2 separate regions of the Dromaius novaehollandiae genome follow, and region 2 is linked to region 1. A link is a contact called in public Hi-C data. All regions are on one chromosome and are shown on one strand. Each heading gives the region's core, a stretch centred on a gene start, on an enhancer-like site or on the middle of the called end of the contact. The rest is flanking DNA. Distances are from core to core; before and after follow the strand shown.

The links. Hi-C and Micro-C count contacts between places; a contact is called where the count stands out from the background.
Region 2: a contact with region 1 is called in a Hi-C map of liver, with 4 times the contacts expected there. The contact joins the promoter of HECTD2 here to the enhancer-like site in region 1. A contact is called at or near these places in 2 of 4 Hi-C or Micro-C datasets (brain and liver).

Annotation. Positions count from the first base shown.
Region 1 is chr6:29,143,269-29,151,059 of bDroNov1.hap1, forward strand. RPP30 (ribonuclease P/MRP subunit p30) reads left to right here. Exons shown (of 12, transcript XM_026094124.2): 6 at 32-103; 7 at 5,826-5,915. Among named protein-coding and RNA genes, the nearest start is that of RPP30, 7.1 kb to the left of the region's middle. Within about 2 kb of position 4,028, at least 1 of the 2 cell types and tissues checked has open chromatin away from gene starts, as enhancers often do.
Region 2 is chr6:29,352,094-29,359,884 of bDroNov1.hap1, forward strand. It overlaps HECTD2 (HECT domain E3 ubiquitin protein ligase 2), which reads left to right and starts at 2,640. Exons shown (of 21, transcript XM_064514033.1): 1 at 2,640-3,281. The coding sequence starts at 3,060.

The DNA.
Region 1 (7,791 bases), core at 2,778-5,277:
TCAAAGTACTAATTGCTTCTTCCTTTTGTAGCGATCAACATCTACAAATATAAGGTTATATGACCTCATAGCAGTATTTCCTAAGACTGAGAAACTGTTCCATGTAAGTAGAATCCTCTTTCTTTTCTTATTGGTAATGCCAGTGCTATAATAATGTTAAGTGCTTTGGGCTAGTCCAAGTACATGTTTTGTTTTGATTTCATTTCCCATTTTATACAGGCCTGCATGTCATGGGGCTAATTAAACAACGTTGGCTACCTGGTCAGTTCACAAACTGAAAAATTTGGGAGGGACTGCAACAGGGCACAAGGCCTCGAGGTGACTTGTTAAAATCTGAAACATCTACCTGGACATTGGAGTTGTATGCACTTCCTCTGTGGTGTCCTTTGTCTTGTATTGTAACTGATAGCAAGCATAAAACATCAACTTTTTGATATTATCAGCATTTAGAAAACTTCTGTCTTGAACTGTTTAACTTTCCAACCTCTGACAGCTTCCCCAAAACATGTTTGCTGTCTTCGGCTAGCACTGTTTGTTTCTGCTCTCTGAAATGCCAGGGAAAGTGGGAAAATCTAAAAGCAGAACTGAAGAGGTGCTGAGATTTACCCTCTTTCTTTTCCAGTCTTAGGTCTTCTCTTGGAAGTTCATACAATTGAGAAGCTGATCTTTCTTATTTCTTTATCCTTTCTTTTTATTACTCTATTTTAAATCAAAAGAGGAGCAAGAGATAATGAAACACAGAGCTAGCACCAGTTGTTATAGCATCACATGAGCAGATAAAATTTCTAAAACTAAGCATGCCTGATCAAACACAACAGTCTTTGCTCTGTTGCCAGACTGGGATTTCTGTTTTTGTTTTGAGTATTTCGGACACTCAAGCTGAGTGAGAAAAACTTGACTTGTATAACTTCATTATGTGTCTGTTACTTTGCCTGCCAAGCAAAGCACTGAAGCTGCACAAAAGTAGAGCAGCCTTGGGGAAATATGTGAAGGGGAGATGATCGTTTTCCTCATCCGGATTTTATCCTGGCAGTTCAGAGGAAACCTTCAACTGAAAACTATCTCCAAAACATTTGCGAGTCTTTGAATGTATTGCTTTATCAGTCTTACCAAACAGATGCTGGGTTATGTAGCAGTGGAAGTGCTCCAAGTGTGCTGGTGAGAGAAAACTGTGAACGTGAATCACTCTCAAATCCTTAATTAGGACTTATCTGTGACACTTAGCCCAAGGTCATTGTTTCTCCTATTGGTTTACATCAATAGAAATGCATATATTTTGAACAAAAAACCCAGTACTCTTATCACTTCTATGATCTTAGAAAAACTAACTGTTAAAGTGTGTTTGACCACAAACTAGTTTGGTCCAGTTCTGGTGTTTGACTGAAGAAGTATTATGCATCTACTGTTTGGAGCTGATACCTAAATCTAATCACGTGCAGTAATTCTTCAGTGGCTACTAGCAGCACCGGGCATCATATTGTCTTCTAACTTTTATGCACAGCTGCTTTATCTTGAATAGATCCTTCCTGCCAGAAAAAGATTCCTAGTTTTAAAGCGCTGTCCAGGGGAGAAGGATCACAACTCAGCTTGCTGGGTGATAGGTGTTCACTATTTCCCTGTCTCTTTCATATTTTTAATTAAACTATTCCTGCAAACTCAGAAACAGTTGGTGCGGGTGATTTGATCAAGCTGAGCATCTGAAGCAAGTCAGCTTTTTGTCAAAATGTTTTTCTTACAAAAAATAAAACTGTAACATGTCTGACCTATTGCAAGCTCATAAATCATCTTATTAACTCTGATTTGAAAGTAGGTGGAAGCGTCCCACCTCTGTTAGCCTTGGCAGGCAGCAAGCCGACTTGCAGTTTAAAGCAGTCTGAAGTAGGCACTGGGATACTAAAAGCAAATATGAATCTCTTTGGAGGAATGCCAGAACTTACTTTCAAAGAGAGCTTGTCAGTATTAAACTGAGTCTGGTTTTTAAAAGGAGTTAAAGCTACTTTCTAATACTGCTGAGTATCTGTTTTGACATATTAAAATCATATTCCCCTGTTTTGTTTTTCTAAACTACTTCCTTTCCTCTTTGAAGAATTCATCCAAGTAAGGACTTGTCAAAATAACATACAAAGCCAGAGGCTGTATAAGAAGGGGAACTTTTAAGAATCTTTCAGCATAGGGATTTGGGCATTAATTAGAACAATTACAGCATAACAAAACTAATTTCTTACTTGTAACATTGTAAGATTTTTGGGACTCTTGGGGGTTTGAAAGGCTCAAAACAATTTTGAAAGAGGCTTTCCACAGCCACTCTCAAGATTTTTCTTTTGGGCTCTGGCAACAATGTGAAATTAAGGTTGTGGATTCATGTGCAGCTGAACTGACTGAGTAACTTGAATGAGGGAGACTGACAAAGAAGGGCAGGAAGAAGCTACTCATTGGCTTCTTGCTCAACTCACCTAAGTGAGTTCAGTCAGTTTGTCATGTGTTTAACAAGCACCTGAAGCCAGTTCAAGGTGAACAGCAGGAGCATGCTGGCAGGTTTGGGGGAGTGGCAGTGGTTCTCATTTAAGGGTGGGTGTCTTTTATTTTCAAGCCATATTGTGAGTTCTGCTGCTGTGGTTAGATGTTCAGCTGCCCCGGTGTTTAAGCTGGCATATTCGCTACCGTCAGCCACTCACTCCTGCATGTCCCGGTGTGCTCTGCTGGTGCAGCTATTTGCTCAGCTGCATGGCGGTTTGGTTTGAGGAACTGCCTTTCAGCTGAAAAGTAACCATAGTCTGCCAAGTTTCAGAGAGATCTGCTCTCCCGTTCTGACTCACCATTCAGCCACACACAGAGTTGTTCCAGCACAAAGAAGAGGATGGCTGTGCTCTGGGCGCTCTGGTGCAGATAGCGACTGCTTAAGTTGACGTTCTCACAGGTGACAGACATGTCAGGAAGGAAGCCGGGTTGTCCACAAAACATATTCATTTCCTCCATGCTGGCAACACTTTAATTTGGGGAGGAAACCCAAGCATGTTTCTTGCAAACTGCACAAGGCGAAAGACTTTGTTGCATGCTCAAATTTGGAGCAGATTTGTATGTCTGACTTTTGTTTAAAGCTTCTAGATTTTCTAAGCCTCTGCAGAGAACTGTGTTAAGTTTTTAGAGGTATCAATGGGAAGAATCTGAATCGCACAGATGACATCACACATAAGAATCTCAGTATATACTTCTTGCTTTTATAATTCATGGATCTTCTGATGTTAAGGATAAAGCCTTCCGGGGTGGATCTTGCATCACAAATTACCTGTGTATTTTAAAATTGTGTATTAGTAACTCAGCCTTACCTAAAGAGCATCTGCTTTCTCACCAACAACTTTGCACTTGAATTATTCTCCACAAAACAGGATTTTTCATGTGTTTGTGAAAAAAATGTATGACCACTGGAGATGTGCTCTAATTTTAGCATGGCCTAAAAAATTCTGTGCCCTCTCGTCATGAGCCAGGGAAGCTTTCCTGTGACTGAGAGTGGCAGCATTGGGTACTGAAAGATGTGCTCAGATTCTCCAAATAATTTGTATACTCAGGAGTATGATGAAGCTCTGGTTGCCACGATACTTGTAGAGCAGCTTCTTCTCCCAGGAGGGTTGTTTTGGTCTGCAACTGGAATGCCCCCTCTGTGCCCAGTATTAAGATCAGTGCCTGCTGCTTTTAAAAAATTTTACTCTCTAAGATTTCTAACTGTTCTGATCATTGTAGGTAGTTATGCCTGCTCTTCATAGACAGTTAGCAGATCACCACGATCTACAAAAACTTGCTTATATAAGTCTGAGGATGTACTGCAAAGCCAGATTTCTATGTTTACCCATAAATAGTTTGCCAAAGCAAACCCAGCTGTCTTCAGCCTGTCCAAGCGCTAGCCAATTTATTTCTGGCTGTCTGCAGTTTCCACCAGATGGGGCTCTTGCCTGCAGTGAAGCCAAAGACAAGCGCTGCTGTGTGCGGCTGCTGGATATCGTTTTCGGTATAAAGTTGTTGCCCTTCAGAGCCTTTCAGCAGGCTGGGTAACCTGCCTGTGTGTGTCAGACTTGCCCAGGAGCCAAAGCTAGGCTGAGCCCTGGAGCGTTTGGAGAAATCTCCTCTCCAGCTTCCTTGCAGTTCAGGAATTCCCCCGTATGGGGAGGTATGACTCTTTAATTTTGTTTTTCTTTAGTGGTGTTTTCTGAAATGTTCTTGTCACTGGAATCCTGTAGATAACTGGCATTTGGGTCGCTCCCTTCCCACTGTGGTTAATTTGCAAAATGGAAAAGAGTTTTCCAGCATTTCTGGACCTGATTAGGAAGGCTCAATTTTCTCATGACACAGTGTGGCTTGTGTGCTCCTGGTTTGTATTCTTGTTTTCCTTCATTTTGGGGCTTTTTCTGTGTTTCCTGTGGCCTCACCAGCATCTTTTCTAGGACATGACTCAGAGCTGTCTGCTTTGTGCGTGTTCCTGTGAATCACCTCTGTCCAGATGGTAGGTTGTACTGCACATAAGCAAAGGAACTGAACTGGCTACAGTTGGGCCAAACTTGCCTCAGGTTAGACTTGCATTTAGAATAGATTCAAACAGTGCCCCATCTAACAGAGTTGGTAAAGGTAAGGCATGAAAATAAAGTTTAGTTTGAATGGCCCAGTAGAGTCAGTTTTACATCAATAATCTTGTGGTTTGCTGTGTCTGAATTTGCCACATATGGGCTGTGGGCCTCTCATCTAGGTGGGAATGCTATCAACAGCACAGAAACATTCCCAAAGCTGGGCCTCTGCTCTCATCTTCCTCCGAATTTCTTGTGAACAAACTGGTGAAAGACTAGTTTGCAAAGCTGTAGCTGGCCCTGCGTTAGAGCACACCCAGGCCTTGGATTGCCCTGCAACCCCGTCTGCTTTCACGCTGGCGCGGAAGGGATGAATGGTTGGCAGCTGGCCCAGGTGCATTTGGAGCAGTTGCTGGCAGGTTTCTGAGTGCAGAGTTCCCCTACGAATAGAAAATTCCTTTTGAACATCTCCAGCCCACTTTATCTTCTTTGTTACTCTGCTGCTTATAGAAATTAATCTGGTCCTGTGTAATCATCTTTACAGGGTAGGCATATATAATTCCTACAAGTCTTGTGTGCATGAGATTATATGTAAATTAAGGGCTCCCTTTTGTGTGCACTTAATTTTCTCTGTGTGTCAGTGTGAAGATTCTCCACCCTTTGTTCATTCCTTCTTTCTTTCAATAGAGGGTGTAAATTGTGGGGTGAATTCAAAGCAAAGCTTTCAGACTGTGACCTCAGGTGCACAGCTTGAGACTCCTCTAGAGACCTGGCTTTCAGGAAGGGTTGTGCATTCCCCCCACCCCAGAGAGTGAGGCCTCATGAATTGCCCTCCAGTGTGGGGCCTGTGGCACCACTGGAATTGGAGAATGGTAAGGGACAGTTCCCAGACTCTTCCTTTTGTAAATAGGGGTTGTCCTTCATTAGTCATGGGTTAGTTTCCCAAAAGCCAGCATTGCTTTTGCATGTCCTATATCAGGTAAGAACAAAGCAGTAAGTCTTGCCTTTAAGTTGGTGATTATTTTATTGGAAAAGTAGTTCCGTAAATGAGGGAAGGTTTAGGTTTTAAATGCTCCGTACACTCAAACCGTGCAGCTGTAGCTCTGCTCTTTTATTGGCATACCTGCAAAACATATAGTACCTCTTTGTTTTACAACTGGACTCACCCTGGAGAGACATTTCCTGCATTAAGAAATTAAGGATATCAGTGCACCTAAAGTTGCTTGCACATTTTTGGCATATTAATAATCTGCTTGTGTTTCTTTGCTGTAGATTGCTTGCACAACTCTAGATGTGGATCTGGTATGCATAAATGTAACAGAAAAGCTGCCGTTCTACTTCCGAAGGCCCCCTGTGAATGTGGTAAATTTATATCTAAATAGTTTTCTTGCTGTTAAATTCTGTATTTAATGTCAGTCTGAGCTGAATTCACTACAATTTCCCTCCCACCATTTCCATCCAAGTGGTTCTTGTATTTTCTTGCATAATGTCTAGTATTGTTTTAAGGTGTCCTTCACTTCAAGGCCTCCACTGCCGCATTTAACATGCAATGGTATGTGTTCTTTCTCTTTCTCCTTCTTATCCCCCACTTAGGAAGGCAAAAGTGGTATTCCAGGGAATGGGAACAGAGCCTTCAGGCCACTGCTGTGCTAAGCAGTGAGATTTGGTGTGGCTGCTGACCAAGCTACCTCCCAAACCAGAAGTGATGTAGCTGTGTCAAAATAGATAAATAGCCCTGCTATTTGAAAGACAGGAGAACATGAATGATGGTGTTAATTTAAGAAAAGGATGTTGTGCCAGTTATTTGGAGAACAACTGTATTGAATCCGTACTTAGACAAAAGAATGTCTTGGGAAATGAACCGAATTTGGAATCGCTAAATATTTGCTATGGTGCACAAGTTGATTTTTAAAATAGTACATCAGCTGTAGATCAAATATTTTAATACAGTTCTGTCTGCTGTTGGTGGTTTGTCAGAAAACTTAATTTGAACATGCTCTTAGGTGATATATTTTTCCTCTGAGTGTGTATGAAGGTTCATTCTACACAGGCATTCATGGCTGATACAGTCCTTGGAACATAAAAATTGAAAGTTGGAGTTGGCTAGAAATCCTATTTCCCCTTCTAGAGAAAAGTTAACATGGGGGAAAAAAAACCCCACAGAATTAATCCTGAAACAGAACAAAAGTAACAACTTGGAACTTACAACAGACTGGGAATTTCAATATTCCAGTTAGAATAAAAATTTTATATGAAATGTTACCTGAAACTACCCTAGGTGCCTAAAACTCCAGCAGCTGACCCAGGTGAGGAGCTGGGTGGTCAAGAGGCACTTGGATCACTGTATTTAGAGATATTTTCCTCACAAGCTGCTCCTCAGCTTCCACACTCCCAGCTTCAAGTCAGTCAGACTGGTTTTCTGCTTCCTGGGGCAGTCAATCTAGATTGCTGTGATTGCCAGAGAGATGGATTGCTAGGCAGCCAGAGCATTGGGGATGAGGTTAAAAATCTGCTTGGCTTGAAACTAGTTGAAATTGGTGTACTGCCATTACCTGTTTTGCTTTTGATGAATTCAGGCTTTTCTTCCTGGTGGAAGATGTCACACCAGCGCTGTGTAAAACATTTGATGTGCATGTAACTTCTGTTCCGCACGCATGCAGATTTTATGCATGGATGGTAGCTGGATCCATTACATCTATATTCAATTACTAGACTCTCTTACAGTATTAACACTACAACATTTTTATTTTAATAATAGGAGTATAAAGCATAGAGCAACATTTCAGACAAATTTAGTAGAGACAATGGAACCAGGAACTCCTAGCTTTGAACCAGATCTCTGCCACTAACTCAGTGTATGTCCTGCTGCAAGTTACTTAACTTTTTTCTGTGTGTTAGCAAGAACAGTAATACTAGGCTTTTGGTGAGATACTTTGACAGGTAGCAAAGGACTTTAAAGCAACTGAAAATGTATTAACTATTACTATTTGGAAACTGTCTGGTGACCTGCTGTTCTTCAAAAATTGTCACAAATAGCACAGTATCCTGTGAGACAGGAGAGAAGGGACCTCATTGCTTTTCTGCAAGGACAAATTCTTTATTTGCAAGATGTGGATACTGTGGGAAGTGGTGTTCCTTATGGGAAGCTGCGGGGCTAGAAAAGGAGTATCCTGAAAATGTCCAGACTTGTTTTTGGTCAAAGGTGATTATCCTTCTCCTCATCACTGTGATTATGGAA
Region 2 (7,791 bases), core at 1,390-3,889, 210 kb after region 1:
GTGTTTCTGGGCCACGTGCTGCCCGCGTCCCTGCTGTAGTCACGGGTGTTCCCGCAGCCGACACGCGCTTGCCGGAGCCTGCAGTGCGGCGTGTCGGCGTGGGGCTCAGCGCAGGCTGCCAGACTCACCCAGGAACCGGGGCAAACGCGTAGGCCCAAGCAGCCTGGATTTGGCAGGAGTAACAGCTAGCACAAGTGGTCTGTGACTGAACTTTCCCATTCCCCAGCTCCTCCCAACATACCGAGAAGTAGCTGGCACCATGTGACTTAAGATCTTTTAAGCAGCTCAGAAGAAATGAGGAAAATCAAGGAACGTGTCCTTGGAAGGATAAATGAGGGAACATAGTAACAGTTGAGGGTGGAAAAGCAACCACTAAGGTAAGCAGAAGAATCAACAGCCTCAAAAAAATGCAAATATCATGAAAGGTGATCCAAACAACGAGCCTGCAAACACTTTAAACTTAAAGGCATTGAGTGTGCATGGGCCTCTGTCTAGGCTCCTGGCCCATCTGGCCAAAAAAATTGGTGAAGTCTTGTAAATAGAGGTTGCATTACCTCCGTTTAGTTTTGCAAAGTTGTGCATGCTGTACGTGCAACAGCTCTTCTCTGACAGGAGATGGACTGTCTTTCTGCTGTTTGCTGACAGCTCCATTGCCCACTACACTGGTTTATCACTTTGACAGCAAATGGTTTCCATGCATTACCTGACTACATGCGGCACCACTGCGCGCAGCTAGCAGCCATCCACACTAGCAGATTTAAAGCCAGCTGAGATATGCCTTTCCAAGCTGTGGTTGTGTCTTTGACTGCATTGTGGATGTATGAATTATATTGAATACTTGCAGTTGCAAACCATAGGCAACAGTTTATGCTACTTTTGTTAGGAGTGGGAAGATGCATTTGTTTCTTCTCCAACATATGGTCCTTTTATTCTCTTAGAAAACAGCGAGAAGAAATTCTTTAAAATTGTAGTTTTGTGCCTATCTTCATAATTGTCAAGGGTCAAAATATTCACCTGACATATATTAGTTTAGTTCAACAGAACAGTCTAGTGTTCTGTTGCAGACAACATTGTTCAATATTTCTATGCACAGTAAAAAGTGATGTCTTTAATGTCACATTAGCTTTTGTGCAATAATTTTGGTAGAAAGCTATTTCAATGTTTTTGAAGCTATCAAAAACCAAGCTTTACAGCTCAATGGAACAGAAAAAAAAGCTGTTACAAATTCATTTGCATACTTCCCTACCTGCATTTCTATTTCCCTCTGCTCCATCTCTCTCTGTGCAGGCTCATGGGAGTAAATCCTTCAATGTTTTAAGTTGGCATAGCTCCACAAAACAGCTGTGCCAATTGCTTCCAGTTGAGGACTGCCACTGGGTGTATAGCTGTTTGTACCCAAGTCATTGCAATTACTATCATTATGTTATAACTTGGCAAGGAAAGGAAAAAGATGTGTGAATGTTTGGGGGGGCTTTGCTTAACTGCGATGGGCTGCTTATTCATGCCAACCACCGAGAGCAACTGGGAAGCAAACACAGCGAGAACAAGCGAGCTTTTTGGAAAACCAGCTCTCAAATTTAACTTGGTGAGCAGACAAAGGGATTTCTTAATGAAACCTAATACACTTCAGGTCTGCCAGTTCCTTCAGAAAGGCAAAGCATTTTTCAGCGCGCGAGCTTACCGCTGCAGTATCTTTTGTGCCCTTGCTTTCACGCAGCTCATGGAGACCTTTACCCCCACAGCTCCAGCCCGCAGGAGCTGCTTGATTAATGGCAATACTGAGAAAAACTGTAACACGGTTTTTCTCCATCTGAAAAGCTGCAGGAAAAGATTTCTTACAGGCGGCATACCACTCCATCCGCACTTTGATCGTGAAGCTTGGAGGGAGGACTCTAGCCATCAAATGAGAGTGGGCCGAGAGCAACTATAATTTCGGCTACAGCTAATGCTTTCAAGGACCTAAATTTTATGTTGCCTAGCGTATACCAAACACGATGCCCCTCTCACTTAGGAGGATTCCCCATACCTTTACCCACGCACACAAGCGCCGTATTGTGCGCAGTCCAACACGGCATGTGTCCCGAGGACAAATTAACCTCGCTCACAGCGCAAGGGCTCCTGAGCCAAGGCTCGGGGAAGGCGCCAGCATCTCGGACCTCCGGAGCTTTGCCAAACGAACCGAGCGGACTGGCCGTCAACAGGCCGTCGTTTTCCGCGCCGGTTTTCCCCGACAAAACACAGATGCAACCTGAGCTTTTACACTCAATTTCTCCATTCTGATCATAAGGCAACTTAAAGAGCGTGATTTGAATGCAGGATCGAGGCGAGGAACGGGGCAGACGGAGGCACAGCAACACCGTCCCGGTTCCCCTCAGGCCTCCCAGGCCCAGTTGGGATTTTTGCGGCTCTCGCCGCCGCCGCCGCCGCCCTTGGGCGGCCCCTGCCGGCGGGGCGCGGAACCGCCGCGGGTCGCCCTGCGCTGCGGGCTGGCGGCGGGAGCCCGCGGGACGCGGCCGCCGCCCTGCGCAGGGGCCTCTCGGCGCCGCGGAGACGGGCGGGGGGCCGCGCGGCTGCGCAGAGCGCCGGGGCAGCCCCGCGCCCCTCCGCCCGGCGCTACGGCGTTTCCGTAGCGGTGTCCTCCGCTGCCCCCGCGCGGCGCCCCCGGTCGCCAAGCGCGTTTCCATGAGCCGCCTATAAACAACATGGCGGCGGCAGCGGCCCCTGCGGCTGCCCCCGGGCTGTAGGTGGCGCGGCGGTCGAGGGGGCGCCGCGGGCGGGCGGGGAGGCCGGCGGCCCCGGCCGCTCCGCTGCGCGCTGCTGCGGCCCCGCGCTCCCCCTCCTCGCCGGGCACGGCGGGGGCGGCCGGGCCGCGCTCCGCCCCGCCGTGCGGGGGTGTCTGAGCGCCCGGGAGCGGCCCCGCTGCTGCAGTGCCGCGGCGGCCCCGCACGGAGCGGAGCGGAGGGGCGCGGCGCGGCGCGGCGGCCGCGGGGCTGCTCGCAGCGGGCTGGAGCGCTGAGGGGCGGCGAGGGCAGAGGCGCGGGGCGGCCGGGAGCGGGGCCATGTCGCTGCAGAGCCCGCCCGCGGCCGCGGCTGCCGCCGACCCGCCGAGCCCGGCGCTGCCGCCGGGCACCGAGCTGAGCCGCGGCGGCGCGGATCCCCCCGCGGCCGAGGAGGTCGGCGAGGGCGAGGAAGAAGAGGAGGAGGAGGAAGAAGAAGGGGAGAAGGAGAAGGAGAGGGAGAAGCTGCCGCCCATCCAGGCGGCGTCCAGCGCGGCGGCCGGGGTAGGTCGGGGCCGGGGCCGCCTCTGCCTCCCCCCGGGAGGCCGCGGAGGGGCAGCGCCGCCGCCAGCGGAGACTTTGCTTCAAGTCTCGCTCTAACGTGCCCTACCTGCGGCTCTGCCCTGGTTTTTTCTTTTTTCTTCTTTTTTTTTTTAAGAAGAGGCATCATTTTCGTTTAATGTTCTTTTCCTCCGGGTGGCTTTCATTCAAGTTTCTTAAAAATAACAAGTGCATCTGCAAGCAGTGACATAATGAAGCTATAAATTCTCAGTCTACTTATAGTTCTTTAACATTTTACGGCGGTCTGTCCTTCTGGGTTAGTCATGACTGGGGATTTGCAGCGCTGTGAGTATTTGTGAAGCCTCTGGGGGTGGAGGGGTTCAGCTTGTAATGTGCTTATGGCAAAGGAGCCAGCTGGAAAATACTTCTTTACGTTTTTCTTTTTCCTGAAAGGTCTTTTTCGTTTTTAAGTTGTGTTAAAGGAAAGATGACAAAACATTTCGATAGCTGCTGTACGAATTAGCTCAGGTGAAAACTGTGCAAAAGAAATTTGCCAGAAAAATTCCGTTTCTTAAACCTTATTTGAGAATTTTTTTAAATCTTACTAGAGTCAAAATTTACTTTCTGCTGACTACACGATATTATGAAATATAAAATTTTCCTGGCGTAAGGTGCATTTTTTTCATAAAAAAAGCTCAAGCTTACCATAGCTTACTTTAACCTAACAGAGCAATGAAAATTTTACTGATCCTATAGTAATACAGTTATGAGCTTTTAGTTCAATAGTTCTGATTAATATCTGAGTGATTAGAAATTATCACTTTATACAACTTGACTTTAAGAAATTGTGTCCAGTGTTTATGACTGTCCTGAAATAGCTGTAATGTTAAACCAAGTAACTGTGGGCAAACTGCTTTGCCCAGTTCTGCCCCTGTGTTTTGCCTACGACATCCCGATCTCCCGAAAGACTTTCAGCTTTGTAAGTCATTCTGAATTTAGAGGAAATATTCCCTTTATTTGTTCTTGGGATTCAAGTAAAGTGTTGGAGGAGAGTTTCAGGGGTCTGCAGTGGACAAGTACCCAGGGATCATTTACACCTTTGAAAAATCTCAGCTTCAGACTCTGTTAGGCAAATACTAGTCCCTTAAATTTTAGGTATGAGTGCTGGTCTAAAATGTGTCGGGCTAATGACAAATGTGTGTAATCAGGGAGCAATGAGGAATTCATCCTAATGAATCAAGAGAGCAAACTTAGCTGTAAGCTGGATATCCTTCACGTGTCTCCAAACTGCTGCCCGCTGGACATGAGTTGTCCAAGTTGACCTGCTAGAGGAGCTCGGATCTGGCTAGGTGTGATTGCTTGTCAAGTGCACGTGAGCTTTCGAAGTTACAAGTTGAGATGCATACAGGTTTTAATAGTGTATCGTGGAGAGAGGAGTTTTGTGGAAAGATGTGATAGATATTCCCATAGTGCTGTGTTCCTTTGTGTGTGGCAGGAAGAAATTTTGATCCAAATATACCAAGTAGGGAATGCACATACCTTTTGCAAGATCTTTATAAGTTGCTGTAAAGAAGCTATTGGACTGCTGGTCTGCTGAACCTTAGTTCTGACCAACACAAGCATCTGATTCCAAGTATTTATAAAATATGTTGCTAGATTTGTATTTTAAAATCACAGAACGATTTTAATACAAGTTCTTGTATTAAAAGCTCTGTTTGAACATCAAAAATGAGTGTTACTTAATCAGATGCTCTAAAATCCTTTTAAAATAAAATATATTCTCTGCTGCATCCTCATTAAACTGGAGAAAAAATCGTAAATTTGATACGATGACTAATGGAAAAAATTATTGTCTTTTTTAAAATATTCTTTGCATATTCATGGTTTTCCCATTATAATTCCCTTCCCTTAAAAACAAACACCTGATGCAAGTACTAAAATACTCCTGGTGACCTTAATTTTCTCACTGTCTCTGTCTATTTTGTCTGTATTCGTAGCCACTGTATGGCGACTTACCTTGTAGTCTCTATATGAGCAGTGAGCCTCAGATATTCTTGTCTCAGAACATCTCCCGGTTTCTTTGTGAAATTGGTATTTTCTCTAATGCACTAATGACCCACCGCAGGTTGGCACGGCATAGCATGGCATTCCCAGGAGGCCATGCAAAGGTGTGACACATCCTTGGAAACCAGGTTCCAGGTGCCACCATAGCTGTGGAGAAGGTCAGAATTTGAGTAAGTCAATAGGTAACAGCAGTATCCTTCTCATAGGAGCATGTGTATGAAAGGTGCCACATCTCGAGTCTAAGCTGGTAGCAAGGAGGAATAAAGGGTTTATATGACTATTGGTATTGCCATTTGCGTTGTGCTGCTTGCTAGCTGAGGACCACGGGGCACCATGGGAGAAGGATTACATCTTATTGCTATTGTTTCTCAGAGAAGTAGCGGAGATTATATTACTTCATTTAGTTCAGACTTTTCTTATGGGTCAAGTGGTGATAAAAACCAATGTGTTAGGGATGGTGGATGTCGGTATTCAGATTCTGAAAAGAAATCCATAGGAAGTTAAGCTGGCCATATAGTAAGCAGAAACAAGTGGGAACACAAAGCGAACATAATCCTGTGTTAAACTTTTCAAGACTTAAATGAAAAGGAATATTGTACTTAGCAAGTAGGCTGTTGCACTGACAGCTGCTTTCACGTGGTTTGAGTGTCCTGCATGTCACGTGCATAGAGAGGAGAGCCTTCTGCTCTTCCCTGGCCTTTGCTTGCCATGTGCCGATGGGTCTTGAGCAAGTGATACCAGAGCTAAAGCGGAGGATTTTCAAGAAACTCTTCTACATGGTCTCTTTTTTTCTTTTCCCTCTTCCCAGAAAGTAGTCTCTACTTGTTCTTCACAAACCATTTGACTTTTTTTCATTGTCTGGTTAAATTTCAGTAATGGCAAGCATAAATCTATGAAGTATAAAGCTAGTACTTCTCCAGCCTTGTGGAAGGCTTACTGATTTTGAAAACTTTCTCTAAGAAGCAAGAAGTGTTATGAGTTATTAATATGCTCTTAAGAAAGAGGATTAAAGATGACTTTGATCCACTTACTTCCTTAAGCATACCCCTCCTTTATGTGGGGGTGCATTTTTTGTGATGGCAGTATGTGAGTCAGGCTCTAGAGGCTGACTGACCTCCTACAAAGTTTTTCAAGTATGACGTGGTGCTGTACGCTTGTCCTAGATTACTCTCCCAGGAGACGTCAGAGATCCTCACTAATGAGCATGTAGTTTCCTGGTTTTCCTCCAGGGCTTTTTCCGGTAAAGCCCGTTTCCATATGTCCATTTAAAAAGTGCTGGAATTGCACTTGGAGCAGGATGATGCAGTTAAGTGGTATGTGTAAGTTTTGGGGGTTTTGATCATTTCTCTGGGAGGTGGCATTGAGAAGAACCTGTTTAAATGCCTGTACAACTATACTATTGCAATGGCAAGACTGGTGTAAAATGTAGAAAGCTGTGGAAAGGTTATGTCGGTAAAAAAGGCTGTCATAATAGCCTGCTTCATAAAAGCTGCTTCTTTGAATTATGTATGAAGGCTCAAGAAAGTCTTCTACCTAGAGCATATGTTTTGTGGCACAGCAGATAAACGTCAGATCTGGGTTTGCTTTGAGGTCCCTCTTTGGCTGATCACGTCTTGCTATGTTTGTTCAATGTTTGTTCTGGGGTTTTTTTTTTGCCAAGTGCCAGAAGAAACTGTATTTCAGATGTTGTAGAACAGGAAATAATAATAATGGGAATTAATTCTATTTTATTTTTGAATATTTGTTGCATACAAGGAATTTTAAGATAGAAATTGAAACTCAGTAGTTTTAAAGCCAGAAGTCCTGCTGATTGTTCAGATTTGCTATTTGCTGAGTTGTAAGCCATGGGAAAATGACTGTTTATGCCATAGTTATTTAAAATTCCTGGCAGCGTACCAGCGTGCACGCTGGAGCATGGCAGGTTTATGGGCTGTACTACCCTTCTGGTGGTATTTCAGGATGTTGTGGTGGAAGTGAAGTACTTTCCACAGAACTCTGGCTATGTGTCTTGGTCAAAACTTACTCCCTTGAAAGGAAGGAGAAATGCATGTTTTTAAAAAAATTGATAGGATAATGTGCTTATTTTAGAACGTCTGTTCTGGTTTGGGGAATTCCACTTTTGATTGTGGGGAATCTCTCCAGTCTTACAGAAACAGTCTTCTTCCCCCCCCAGCTGTGAGAGCACAGGTGTTGGATATCAAGCGAAGTAATTGTTAGGTTAATGGGAGGATGAAAACTTGATGTGCAAAAAGGCAGTATATATGGTCTCTGCAGTGTCTGCCTCTGTCGGATGTCATCTGATCATTTGGAGCCGAGGTGTAAACTCAAATCTCTATCATCTTGGACAAGCCCCTTAACTCACCTATGCTTTGTAAATTCTCTGTAGTAAATAAACACGTTTAATAGCACAAGTGACTGGGGCAATCCCGTGAGCGCTCTGCTGTGTTAC